Linked DNA regions of Mus musculus: all the other regions are linked to region 2. A link is a contact called in public Hi-C, HiChIP or PLAC-seq and promoter capture Hi-C data. All regions are on one chromosome and are shown on one strand. Each heading gives the region's core, a stretch centred on a gene start, on an enhancer-like site or on the middle of the called end of the contact. The rest is flanking DNA. Distances are from core to core; before and after follow the strand shown.

What was found. A called contact is a pair of places that touch in the nucleus more often than the background predicts. HiChIP or PLAC-seq counts read pairs in DNA pulled down with a chosen protein or histone mark. Capture Hi-C pulls out chosen DNA fragments and counts their contacts.
Region 1: an H3K27ac HiChIP or PLAC-seq map of microglia shows a contact between it and region 2, with 8 times the contacts expected there. The contact joins the promoter of Hnrnpr here to the promoter of Usp48 in region 2. A contact is called at or near these places in 1 of 39 promoter capture datasets (pre-B cells), 1 of 484 Hi-C or Micro-C datasets (erythroblasts), 3 of 115 datasets of contacts at active chromatin or transcription factors (astrocytes, microglia and thymic regulatory T cells) and 1 of 9 other capture datasets (adipose tissue).
Region 3: a Hi-C map of CD8 T cells shows a contact between it and region 2, with 3 times the contacts expected there. The contact joins the promoter of Tmco4 here to the promoter of Usp48 in region 2. A contact is called at or near these places in 1 of 39 promoter capture datasets (pre-B cells) and 3 of 484 Hi-C or Micro-C datasets (CD4 T cells and CD8 T cells).
Region 4: a promoter capture Hi-C map of liver shows a contact between it and region 2, with 3 times the contacts expected there. The contact joins the promoter of Zfp46 here to the promoter of Usp48 in region 2. A contact is called at or near these places in 1 of 39 promoter capture datasets (liver), 3 of 115 datasets of contacts at active chromatin or transcription factors (all in embryonic stem cells) and 2 of 9 other capture datasets (adipose tissue and liver).

What each region holds. Positions count from the first base shown.
Region 1 is chr4:136,309,341-136,312,530 of GRCm38.p6, forward strand. It overlaps Hnrnpr (heterogeneous nuclear ribonucleoprotein R), which reads left to right and starts at 1,602. Exons shown (of 11, transcript NM_001277121.1): 1 at 1,602-1,749.
Region 2 is chr4:137,592,725-137,595,604 of GRCm38.p6, forward strand. It overlaps Usp48 (ubiquitin specific peptidase 48), which reads left to right and starts at 1,448. Exons shown (of 27, transcript NM_001355588.1): 1 at 1,448-1,792. The coding sequence starts at 1,659.
Region 3 is chr4:138,971,238-138,974,435 of GRCm38.p6, forward strand. It overlaps Tmco4 (transmembrane and coiled-coil domains 4), which reads left to right and starts at 1,668. Exons shown (of 17, transcript NM_029857.3): 1 at 1,668-2,050.
Region 4 is chr4:136,284,595-136,287,937 of GRCm38.p6, forward strand. Zfp46 (zinc finger protein 46) reads left to right here and starts at 1,473. Exons shown (of 3, transcript NM_009557.4): 1 at 1,473-1,887; 2 at 2,478-2,721. The coding sequence starts at 2,616.

The DNA of each region.
Region 1 (3,190 bases), core at 352-2,851, 1.3 Mb before region 2:
TTATGTGTGTGTGGAGGGAGGTGCAGACGAAGGTCAGAGGAAGAAAGTGAGTGTCCTGCTCTTCCACCCTCCGCCCTGGAGCTAAACTGGCAGCAAGCTACAGCAATTCTCCGGTTGCAGTCTACATCAGCACTGGAGTTTACAGGTGCATGCGGTCACGCCAGGCTTTTTACTCAAGTGGATGGAGATTCACAGTCAGGTTTTTTTTTTGTGGGGGGGCGGGGTTTCGAGACAGGGTTTCTCTGTATAGCCCTGGCTGTCCTGGAACTCACTCTGTAGACCAGGCTGGCCTGGAACTCAGAAATCCGCCTGACTGCCTCCCGAGTGCTGGGATTAAAGGCATGCGCCACCACTGCCGGGCCACAGTCAGGATTTTAAACTTGCATTTGAGCCGTCTCTCCAGCCCCTAGGACAGGCTTTACAATTTACAGTTCTGGAAGCAGGGAAGTCCAACATTGAGAGCACGCGGGGATAAGGGCCGTCTCCCTACGCTGGAAGCGCAAAAGATGCAGAGAAGATCTAGAGTCAGGCATCAAACTCACAGCCTGGAGGCCTATCAGTCGGCTTTAATGCTTTGAGGGTGGAGTCCTAGTGCCCGAAACACCTCCCACTACCGGCCCCACCTCCCAGCACTACTACATTGGCCATCAAGTTCGTATCAAGTGCACTTTTGCACATGTCCGTTCAAAAACGCATGGGTAGACTAACAATAAACTTTGGTTTATAGGATTTGAGAAACATGATCTCCAGATATGTTTGGAAGCAGATCCCTTGACCTTCTTCACTGAGGTAGTGTTGGGACAGGAGTGACAGGTGAGAGGTTTATGAATAACAGGTATTAGTTTCTTGGAAATGAACCCTTTGCCCGCTTGCCTGGCTTTCAGTCGTTGATCCAGTGACCCTACCTACTCTAGTCTCCAAACTCCGAAGGGTCCCTGCTTTCTGTTAGCGTCACTCTTGAGTCAGATCCACGTTATTCTGTGAGGAGAAGAGCCAAGGAGGGAAACAGGCAGTTTCTCCAGTCATTCTAAGGGATGCTTTTCTACAGAGAAATCTCCAGCGACACGAGTCAAGTCACCCTGAAGTTGTGTTTTGACTAGAGCCAAGATGATCTATTGATGGAGCCCAGCGTGTGGCGAATGGGGTGTGCTCGGGACCTAACGCTCAGAACGGCGGGAGGGAGGATTGGAGATAAGGGACTCCGGCGCGGGGTAGCAGCGCCATTGCGGAGCGTGGCCGCCGGGACCCGAGGGGGCGGGGCTCCGGAGGTGGCCACGCGGCGGGAGGCCTAGATTTTTCAACCTCTTAACGGTGGTAGAAGAAGAGGGAGGAGCTTCGGCCACGCAAGGCCCGCTGCCCCGCAGCCTCGCCACTACCAGGGGCTCCCACCAACAGACCCCTTTGTGTGCATGCCCCCGCCCCGGAGGCGCCGCAGCCAGTGGCGCTGAGACCCCTCATTGGCTCAGCCCGACGGCCACACCGATTGGTCCTCGGAGTCCCCGACGTGAGGGCCGCTTTCCCCTCTCTCTTATTGGCCCGTCAAGCTGCCCGTCATACGGTCTCGTGGGCCGATTGGTCGGCCGCACGGAGTCCCTGGAAGCAGTTCCGGGAAACCCCGCGTGCTGCCGGGATCGCGTCTCGGTCCATGCGAGGGGGGGAGGGGGTGGCGCGCGCGCCATTTCTTGTCGTTTTCAAAGCGCCTCGCGCTGCTTCTCACGGGCCAGGCCGCCAGCCCCCAGCTCTGCCCTGGTGAGTCTCGCGCTGGCCCGTGGGGGGGAGGGGCCGGGAGTCCCGGTCTGACCGGACTCGGCCGGGTCCAGGCTCGGCGCCCTGGCCTGCAGTTTGGGTCTTTGCTCCGAGGCCCCAGGGTGGGGGTGGGGATGGGCCGGGGGCGGCTTCTGCTCCGGCCCGCCGCGCAGCCGCGGGCCTGAGTCCCGCCGCGGCGCCTCCTCTCTCTGTCGCTCATCCTTCTCAGCCCCTCCGGTGCCCCGGTCCCTCGGTCCGCTGTCCTCCGTGCGGCCTGCCGGTCTCGCGGTGCTTTTTCCCGCCTCCGCCCGCCGCTGTCCGCGGCCCCGGTCCGGGCGAAGGGTTTCAGGCGTTTCCCCCTGACCCCGGTGCTTGCCCCCGAGGCCTGCGGTCAGGCCTGGCCCGCCTCTCGCCCGGCGGCCTGTGGGATGTGTTGATAACCGGGTCGCGCCCGAGGGGGTGGGGTGAGCCGAGGGCGGGGTGCAAGTCCCAGGGTTACCTGAGCCGGGAGCAAACTTTTACGGGAGTCGGAGCCGAGGGGCCGAGGTATGGGGGGTGCCTCCCGCCCGATCCCCAACCTGCATGCTTCGAGCCGGGATTTGAAGGAAAAAATGACTACTAAGAGGCCGTGACACTTGGTTTCGAGCGGCGCCTGAGCTAGGTAATTCTGAGAATGTCATAGGCGCTCCAGTTTGGAAAAGCGCTTCTTTTTCTTACACGGTAGTAGCCATGTGGCCAGAATTTTAAGACGAAAGCCCAGGGGTTCTTGAAAGGTTCAGTCCTTTCTCGTTACCTGTTTGGGATTTTTCCCCCCCTTGCCCTTTAAAAGCAGAATGTGTCAGGAGTCAGTCGTAGTGATTAAAGGCTTGATACTCCCGAGCTGTGAGATAACCGTTAGCTTTCCTTGGTTCTTTTAAAAGCCCGTCTCTCAACATTTTGCTTAGAGATGTTCGCCACAAGTCAGGGAGAAGCTAGTACTGACTTCCCGAGTCTCCCAGCGGTCCTTATAAATCTTATTTAAATGACTTTATTTTGTAATTTTCTTTTTTTTGCAAAAATGTTTGTGTCAAAGGGTTCCAGTCACGTTAGAATATTTGCTGCATCCAGAAATATGGTTTGGCTGTGTGGCATTGTTGTTGAATCCCCCCTCTTGATCCGAAGGATTTATTTCCTAGAGTCTATTTTACCTTTTTTTTTTTTTTAGGTTAAAGTTGACAAAATCTGAACATTTTAAAAGTTTTGATATCAATGGTAGTCATAAATGTCTTGTGCTTAATACATAACTTGTCATTTTGCTTCACGCATACTTTTCAAAAACACTCCACCTTAACAGATGTTCATCGAACTTCTCAGTTAATTTCCTCTCCTGTAACATAGTATTCATAGGTGCAGTGCTATGAAGGTCTTGTTACAGAACTTTTGAGTTGTGATCTTCGTATAGTGT
Region 2 (2,880 bases), core at 198-2,697:
AGGGCTATACAGAGAAACCCTGTCTCCAAAAAACAAACAAACAAACAAACAAACAAACAACAAAAAAAGAAACTCACTAAATTAGCAAGGCTCTACCCTTCACCACCAGAGTACTGGGATTAAAGGTGGGCCCCACAAAACAAACAAACAACAAAAAAAGAAACTCACTAAATTTGCAAGGCTCTACCCTTCACCACCAGAGTACTGGGATTAAAGGTGGGCCCCACAACAGTGTTCAACTGTTAACCAGTGGTATAGGAATTCAGTGTTTATTTGTTTGACTTTTTTTTTTTTTCCTTCCAGGAGACGAGGTTTCTCTGTGTGGCCCTGGCTGTCCTGGAACTCACTCTGTAGACAAGGTTGGCCCACTAACTCAGAGATCTACCTGTCTCTGCCTCCTGAGATTAAAAGTGTGTGCCACCACCAACCAACTGGTGTAGGAATTCTTTAAGAAAGGAGGTGTATGTGTGTGTGTCCTGACTTAGAAGATTTTTGTGTTTTTTATTTTCAGCCTAAATTCAACCAAAGGACCAAATCTTGCTTCAGTAAATCTTGACTTCAGTTCAAGGTTACTTGGGGGCTGGTGGGGTGGGTTGAGGAGTAGATAAGGGAGGAATTAGTCCTTGAATTCCCACAGGGCTTTTACATATTTAAAGTCCTGGAATTTTCTCTCTTTAGCTGTAATAGCTCTTTTCTGTTACAAAACGCTGTGATTCAGTTTAGCCTTTTTTAGGTCTAAGGGGAAGTAGTTGCAAAAAGGAAATAATATCACAGCAGGGAGCTAGGGTGTACACTCCATAACGAATTAAGACGTCAAAGTGTTGACCCTCTGGTCAACAGCCTACAGCAAAGAACACGTCCCAGACCTGTGTATGCTTCTAAACAACCTGCAACTCAAAGACTGAGCCTATCACTTCGAAGACTACAAACCCCAGGATGCCTCGCGCTCCGCGAGTGGCAGAGCGCATTGCACGCTGGGATATGTAGTCCCGTTGTAGCATCCGCAAACCACATAACGCCTCGTGACGTCAGAAAGCACGGGCAAGGAGCCGGAACTCGCCCAGGCTCAAGTGAAATCCTCGATCCGACTGTGGCGTTCCGGCTGCCTCGGTTTCTGCTATTATCAGGTCCCACTCACAGTCCCGGTGGCCCTATGGTGTGCGTTGAGTACTCTATGGTGTAACTTTGTCACAGTAACAGGGGAAGTGTGGAAAGCAAGGGCAAGCTCTCGCTCGTCGGAGTAGACGACGGAGGCTGAAGCGTAGCTAGCTGCCTTCACCATGGCGGAAAAAAGACGTGGCGAGTCGCCTTTGGGCAGACGCTTGGCTTTCTTCCGCCAGTCGGATTACATGGGCTTTCGGCGCAGGGACTCCTGGGAGCACGCATGCGCAGACTGCGGCAGGGCGTACGCCTCCAACGTCCGCAGGCGCGGGGTCTGTCGGGTATCGGCGGCGGCGGCGGCGCTTTGCGGCTGGTCGTGCGAGCTGGGCGCGGGCGGGCGGGCGCGGCGGCCGTGGCGCGCGCAGGTGATTGACTGCTCTCCTGTCTGAGGGCAGCGCTGGGTTCTTTCGGCTGGCAGGGGCCCGTGCCCATTCGGGCGGAGACGGAGGCGGCGCCGGAGGCCACCGGGCTCGGCGAGTGCTACCTCGGTCAAGGCTATGGCTCCGCGGCTGCAGCTGGAGAAGGCGGCCTGGCGCTGGGCGGAGACGGTGCGGCCCGAGGAGGTGTCGCAGGAGCACATCGAGACCGCCTACCGCATCTGGCTGGAGCCTTGTATCCGAGGCGTGTGCAGGTGAGGTCCTCGCGTGGCCGAGGCGGGATCGGGGGACGGGGGACCGGGAACCAGGGCGATGCACGGTGTTACTGCATCTCCTTTCAGTTTGCACGACCCGGGAGCTACGCAGCCCCCGAAGTGATGCGGCTGCTGGGCTCGCATCCTGAAGATGGCGGTGGAGATAGTTGGAGATAGGGCTTAGTAAGTAACGCTGGAGTGTTGTTTGATCTTGGGCATAGCTGTGCGCTTTTCGCTTGTAAAAGGGGAACTTGCCGACAGCGAACTTCGTCGACATTGTATCTCCTGTCATTGCACGCTGAGAAGGCCTGATCACCTAAGTATCACTTGCAGAGAGCAGGTTTAGAAAACCCTTTGGTTAACCTACGTCATCGGTCCCCCGCTCTCATTGGCTGGCTCTCTTTGACCTATAGGTGTTTTCTTTTGGTCACCCTAACTCCACACCACTTTGCAGAGTAAAGTGTTTTTAGCTGTTTAAATTCTGCTCCCCCTTCGTGGCCCTTGGTTCTGATCTTTTTTTGCGTAGAGTGGTTTTCTTATCCCCACCTCGTAGCCTGCACCGGCCTGTGTTCAATCGAATTGATAAACCGAGGCATGCTCCATAGCTCCGTGTCATCGGGCGTGTAGGGAAAAGTGGAAGACGTGGAAGCCTTGGTTCCTGGCTTCAGAGCTGTGCCTCATTTGAGATATAATGTAAGTTAGGAAGTTTTCAAAAGTAAAGCGGGTGCATCTTTCTAAACTCTAGGTGTCTGCTCACAAGGACATTAAGACTCCTCGAAGTTCTGGAACGGCATCAATTTGTATAGTGTGGAATTGAAACAGCTTTACCGAGGCACTCATTTGAAGTGTATAGTTACAGTGCTGGTGGTTTAGCTTGAGAGTAGAGTGGTGGTTTTATGCTTGAGTCCCTTGGTTCAATTACCCGCACAGGGGATATAAAAGACAGAGTTAAGTCTGGGGCTGGAAAGATGGCTAATTAGTAAAGAGGGCTCAGGCTTCTCTTCAAAGGATCACAGTACCATTTGTTCTGAGAACCCACACCAGGTGCTTGATAACCACCTGTAACTCCAGCTCCAGAGCATGTGCAA
Region 3 (3,198 bases), core at 418-2,917, 1.4 Mb after region 2:
CTGTAGCCTTCCTCGCCTTTTTATTTTTGAGACATGGTCTCACTAAATTACCTAGGATGACCTTTGACTCATTGTAAAGCCCCCAGAAGGCCTCAAGCCTGTGATCCCCCTGCCTCAGCCTTGGCACCACGCTGCAACAAGGAGCTGTGGTTTCACCATCAGGCCCTGCTGATCCTTTTAAACAAAGGCAAAGCAGGGCTTAGCTCAGAGGCAACCTGTAACTACAGTAAGGATGCAAGCTGTCACTTGCTTAGCAAACGTGTGTGACAAGGGCTTTAGAGCGACCAGCGGACAGGAGAGTTTCAGAAATAGTGCAGAGTCCTCAGCAAAAATCCATGTGACCTTTGCCTTACTTTCCAATCTTAACACTGATACATTGGACAAGATTTTTTTAAAAAATCAATATTGATATGTGGCTATGGACTAAAAGCAGAGGAGTCACTCGCAGTGTTCTCCCTGCGTCTTTACTGTCCCCAAACCCCACCTAAGCGATCACTTTGTTTTGAGTATGTCTTCTTTTCTAAAACTATTTTCCATATTGATTTTCTTTATCCATTGTGATTCTGTTTTCCATTAGAGAATGACCGTTTTTTTTTAACTTTCAGAGTTACATTTATTTTTTTTTAATATCAAGAACTTACTAAAATCAACTTATGCTGAAATTAAAAAAAAAAAAAAAACGGCAGCTGTCTCACATCTGAAAGGCTAAGGTAGTTAGTTGCTCAGGCTGAGGCTGGCTACTTCAGCTCAGGACCGCTTCTTAATCGGTGGCCTCTGGTCACTCCAATCCTCCATTCCTCATAGACAACAATAGGATCTTTTAAAATTCCATGATATTTGCGGGGGGCGGGGGGAGCGTGCCACCTTGGTATGGTTATTTCCCCAACTTAGTGATGCCCAGAATCTCAGCTAGAATCCTTCAACCCTCCACAACTGTCCTTTTTTGACCTACAATAACCTCCTAGCTCTTCTAGGTCCTGATTGGCCGATAGAGAGATCAGGTGATGGAGGCCCTCTAGCGTTCCAGTCGGATCCTGAGTCATAAGGCTCCCTGCTGGAATGCCGCACGTCTCATCTGTCCGCTCGAGAACTTTTTCCATTTCCAACTCCAGCCTATCTTCTCCAGGGGAAAGAGCAACGACGTCAGAGGTCATGGTGACTCAGATTCCAGCCCTGACCAGGATGGCCACCTACTTCCTCACCTGTAGATTAGGTGTGATGAAATTTCACAGGTTGCCTGGGCAACCAAGAGCCGGCTCCCAAATGAGGAGAGCGGAGGATGAGGCATGGGAGACAACCCCCCCTTCCATTCTTGGGGTCTTTAAGTTCTAGTGTGGGATACCCAGATTATAAATTGGCAAACAGGAAAACAATCAACTTCAGTGTTAAATACTACGATTAAAATATGGGCCCGAAGGCCTGGTGTGCTAATCCATAACCTTGCTGGCACGTAGTAGGTGCTCAGCAAATACTTGTTCAAAGACTAGAGCTGAGTGGGTGGCTAGTCTAACAGGAATGGAACCCCAAAACGGAGGCCCGTGGGACGGAAGAGCCACGGGTGCAACGACTGGCGAGCATTAGAGAAAGTGAAAGAACGATCAGAAGGCGTGGGTGTTGCAAATTTCACCGAGCAGTGTGCACAGGAGGGGGAGGCACCTTCTGGGACAGGCTCTTTTCAAGTGTGGCGGCAAAATTTGGAAGCTTCCCCTTCAAGTGTCTGCTCGAACTCCCCTCATGCCAGCCCAGCCCCTGGTGAGCACTCTCTGCAGACCCCTCCTGTGCCCCGCGCTCTCGCTTCCTGGGGAGCGGGAGACACAGAAGTGCGGGTCCCGTCCCAAGGCCAGCACCCGGGCGATGGCTTTGGTGGCTTAGGTGGCGGTGCGCCCGGCCCAGCCCGGAAGGCCCGGGCCCTAGGGCTGCGCAGGCGGGACCGGCCCGGGCCGGTGTGGGGCGGCTGGGCCAGGGAGAGAACAGGCGGGGAGCGCCAGGGCGGGAGCTGCGGGGCTGCCAGAAGTTCTGCCGTCGTCCCATCCGTCGCTGCCGCCTCCAGGTAAGCCCGCGGGGAGCCCCGATCGTCCCCACGCCGCCTCCACTGCGCTTCCGAACCCGGAAGTGCTCTCGGGACTCCTGAGTAGCTGGAGGGGAAACTGATGCCAACGAGCATGCCAGCGGCCCCCGCCTGCCAGCACAGCCCAGGGCACCGGTCGCTGGGTTTGAAGGGAAGAAAGGACCTTGCTCAAGGTCACGCAGGGTCACTGGACGCCCCCTGCGTACTGGGAGCTCCAGGCACCCACTCCCACCCTCTGTGTCTCCAGACTCAGTTCCCCGAGGCCTGGGAAGCCCTAGAGTCCCGGAAAGGCCCGGCCCCTTCCTGCTGTGACGGGGGCGTGGCTTCTCGCCCCGCTGCGGGTTTTTACAGAGTAGGGGACATTTCACATTACAGGTTTTTACATCCGGGAAAACTGAGTCTGGGAACAATGGGATGATTTTGGCCAGGACCAGGCAGTCAGAGCAAAGAGGTTAACTAGGGTGAGCTGACTTCAGAGTTTGACCCAGTGTTAGGTTCAAAACTGGCCTCCATGATGTCCTTGTCCTTGCCAGGGGTGACCCAGAGTAGAAGCTGGGGCTGGCTAAATCTGCAGGTTTGATCCTGAGGCCACTGCTGCCTTCAAGTAGGAGGGAACACACCCCTGTAGGGCTTCCCAGGACGCCACTCACGGGGTATATTTATTGAGCACCTACTATGTGTCATCGTGTAGGCTCTGAAGACACAGTAGTGAAGACTCCTCAGGGTGAATCAGCTAGGCAGAAAGACAAGGCCACCAAAATCCCCAATTACCCAGTATGTTTGAGAAGTCAGGAAGGAACCCAGGGCCCCATCCTCCTAGTTAGAACCCTACCAAACCGCCTGAACCTCTGGGCATCACCGAAGATGCTGCTTCCAGCCTCAGTTTCCCACTCCCCTGGACTTAAAAGATGCCCTCAAGGAACTTGAGCCTGGCTCTGCCACTTCCTCTCTGTGTCACCTTGGGTGTCACCCTGAACCTTCATTTCCTTATAACACAAGAGGATCATGGATTATAATTCTTCCCAGTGCTGAAGATCGTGTCAGGATGCTTCATGAATTGGAAAGCACAGTACCCAAATCAAAAGTAAATTAAAGCCAGGCATGGCGATGGTGGCATAGACCTTTAATCC
Region 4 (3,343 bases), core at 223-2,722, 1.3 Mb before region 2:
GCCAAGGTTTGGGGATATTTATAACTTGAAGAGGGTGGGAGTCCCTAATAAGCTGCTATATTCTTTTTCCATCACTTCCCTCTCCAAGGCTACAGCAAGCTGGGAGCTCTTCCCCACACAGAATCCCTGTTTTGCTTAGCCCTCGCCTTCCATTGTCTAATTCCTTCATCCCCGCTAGGGAAAGGAAAGGCTACAAGTCCTTCCATTTGGAGGATTCTGAGTGAATGCAGCATAGCCAACGCTGATGTTTCTTGGCCAGCTGTTGTGGCCTCGGAGATCTGTTTATGAGATTGTTGTTTCCCGGAGCTATAGAACAGTCTCTGCAGTCTTGAAGCTTTGTGCTCATCCTACAACCAAACCCTGCCCTTTGCCTGTTAATCCATGGATTCGGATTTCTATTCATGGCCCTGAGATCTCTGGAATCTGCTGGTGATATCTAGAACCTTTCTGAACGTCAGGCCTCTTTAGATCTCTGAGGAGCCAGCGACCACAGACCAGGAGGTAAGCCTGTCCGTTCTGTCCTAATCTGGTTTTGTGATTTCTTTGAAACAGAGACTACTAGCATCCTTAGGACTCCAGGTTGTCGCAGGCCTAAGGTTTTCATGATGTTGGGAGGTCTCCAAGATTCCTTTCAGCAGAGACACCCTCAAGAGTACCAAGTCCCTGAGTCTCCCACTCCAGGGCCAGCTATTTCCCTACACACCCTACCCCACCCCCCCGCTTCTGATTTCAATGTTTTGGCGACTTAGATGGGTGCACTTGAGCTCCGTCTCTATAAAAGAGCTCGAGACGCTCCCTACAGGGTTAACGTTGGAACACCCTGGGCCGGGCCGCGGACAGCACTCCAGCACCGGACAGGGGACGCGAGGCCTCGTGGGATATGTAGTCTGGGGTGGGTTGTGACTGCCGGAAGGCCTACTGGGAGTTGTAGTTCTCAGTATCCAGAAAGCGAGAGCTTCAGGCGGTGTTGGGAGTCCGTGGGCGGGGCCCAAAGTTCCATCCCGGCCAGGGAGTCTCCCAAGGGAGGGAAAAGAAGCCTTTTCCCGCTCTGGCCTGGGCTGTCAAATGAGGGGTGATCTCAGCTGAGGTCAGCCCGAGCTTCCACACTCAATCTAACCTCGCGGATAATATATGACTCAAAGATGGTCGTAGGGCCATGAGAAAAAAAAAAAAACACAGACGCTTCCTTTGCTGAGTCGTGCTGTGGTTTCCGAGAAAAAAGTATGTGTGGGGGTATTCTCACTGGTCTTGAAGGTCGCGGTCCTGTCTCTTCCCTTTTGTTCTTTTCCCTCCCCTGCTCTTGGCTGCTAAGTGGCCTTTGTACGCCAGAGTGAAACTCCAAGTCCCGTCAGGCCGCGAGGTGCGCGCACGCGTGATGGAGCTACCCGGCCACGCCGCAGGAGGAGGGCTGATGGTTTGGCTTCTGATTGGTCAGATATTTTACGATTTCTTTTCGCTGATTGGCTGGGATTGCTGCCGGAAAGGTCCCAGCCCGGAGATGGCAGAGCAGAGGCGTTCTATGGGCTGGGTTGAAAGCCTCCTCCCTTGAATTGCATCGGCCTGACCCCCCAGCCTAGGGGGCACCCAGCCAGTGCCTGCCCTCTCCTACCCTAACGTTGCACGTACTCGATATTAACCGAGACACGGAGAGTGGGTGACTCTTCGGGAGTCAGAGAGGAGAGTGACCAGTCCTGGGCCTTCCCCTCATACCCTGCGACCAGAACTCCAGCCCTAGGGAGTAGTGGGCAGGGCCTCTTGCCGCGCCTCACGTCCTGCTTTTCGCCTCCTTCAACGTTGTCTGCTAGCTGGTTTTCCTGCTCTCTCTCTCCCAGGAGACGAACGCTTGAGCCCGAGATGGCAGCCACCCTGCTCATGTCTGGGACTCAGGTAAGCCCCGAGGGCTCTGCTTACCCATCTTGCCCGGTGTTTCCCCGTCTGCAAACCCCTATAGGAAATTCCCTGGGATAAGCTCATTTTGCTATTCTGCTTAGTATACGGGCTTCGAGTTGGCTAATATAACCATATACAAGCATATATAGAACACCCACTGTAAGACTAAATACTGAGGAGAATAAAACCAAACAAGATGGGTGGTACCCTTCTTGCCAACAATCTGTAGGGAGAACGGTGTGTCCGGTTAACCTGGATGCGATATGGTAAGTATTCTGTTGGCCTGAGCAAGGACGTATTGTGGTGTGGGAAATAGTAAGTCGAGGAGTGGTTAATTCTAGATGTGGTGTCCAAGGATGGAGCGAAGAGTGATAAAGGGTGGGGAGAAACAGAACAGCAGTTGGCTCTAGAACTGGGCCATAAAGACGAGAATTTCACTGGTCTAAGAAAAGGAGAGCCTTGTATGTAAGGGTCCAAAGTGGGCAGGGACGGCCTGAGCGGGAAGCTAGTAGATTGCCCCTGTCTTTTGACCACATGTCTTTTTTTCTTCTTTCTTTATTATTTTTTTTTTCCTTCGGACTCTACAGATGAGACTTAATGCCACTGCCTTCTCGACATTTCTAACCATGTCTCTAATTTCAAGAAGAAAAGCTGGTTCTAAACTCCTAGATACCAAGTAGTGAGGAAGCGTTGTGTGATTTCAGGCCCCTGTGACATTTGAAGATATGGCCATGTACCTCACTCGGGAAGAATGGAGACCTCTGGATCCTACACAGAGAGATCTTTACAGGGATGTGATGCAGGAGAATTACGGAAATGTTGTCTCACTGGGTGAGTGAGGACTTTTATCTTGTCTTACCTCTTAGGGGTTTTGAAACTGTCAGAACGGCTTAGGTCTTTTCGATACAGCCTTGTTTGTTGTTAAGGAAAACCACACGGTTAGTTACCTGCTTTGGTGCTCATTCAAATCTTTAAGTGTGGGAAGATCCGTGTTTCCCAGTCTTAAATGAAAAGTAAAGTTTCTGCCGTTTCCGAGACTCTGAGGATTCTCGTGCCCTGAGTCATTAGCGGCTCTGTGGCCTGTTTGTACAGATTACTGACCAAACAGGTCTTACACTCTGGTGCTCGCCAGGACATAAATGCCCTATAAATGGTGCTTTTTCTCTGGGGCGCTGGAAGATGAGGGCTCTGAGGTGGGTTCACAGGAGGACAGAAACCTCCCTTCTATGTTTGTTTTGGCTCCATAGCTGCAGCGTTGCTTCAGGTACTTTAGGTCGGTTCTTGTCTAGAGATCTTTCAGAGGCGATCATCCTTCAAGTGTGTCTTCTTTCTTTTTCCTTTTATTATGTGTAAGTACACTGTAGCTGTCTTCAGATGCACCAGAAGAGGGCATCAGATTTCATTACGGATGGTTGTGAGCCACCATATGGCTGCTGGGATTTAAACTCAGGAC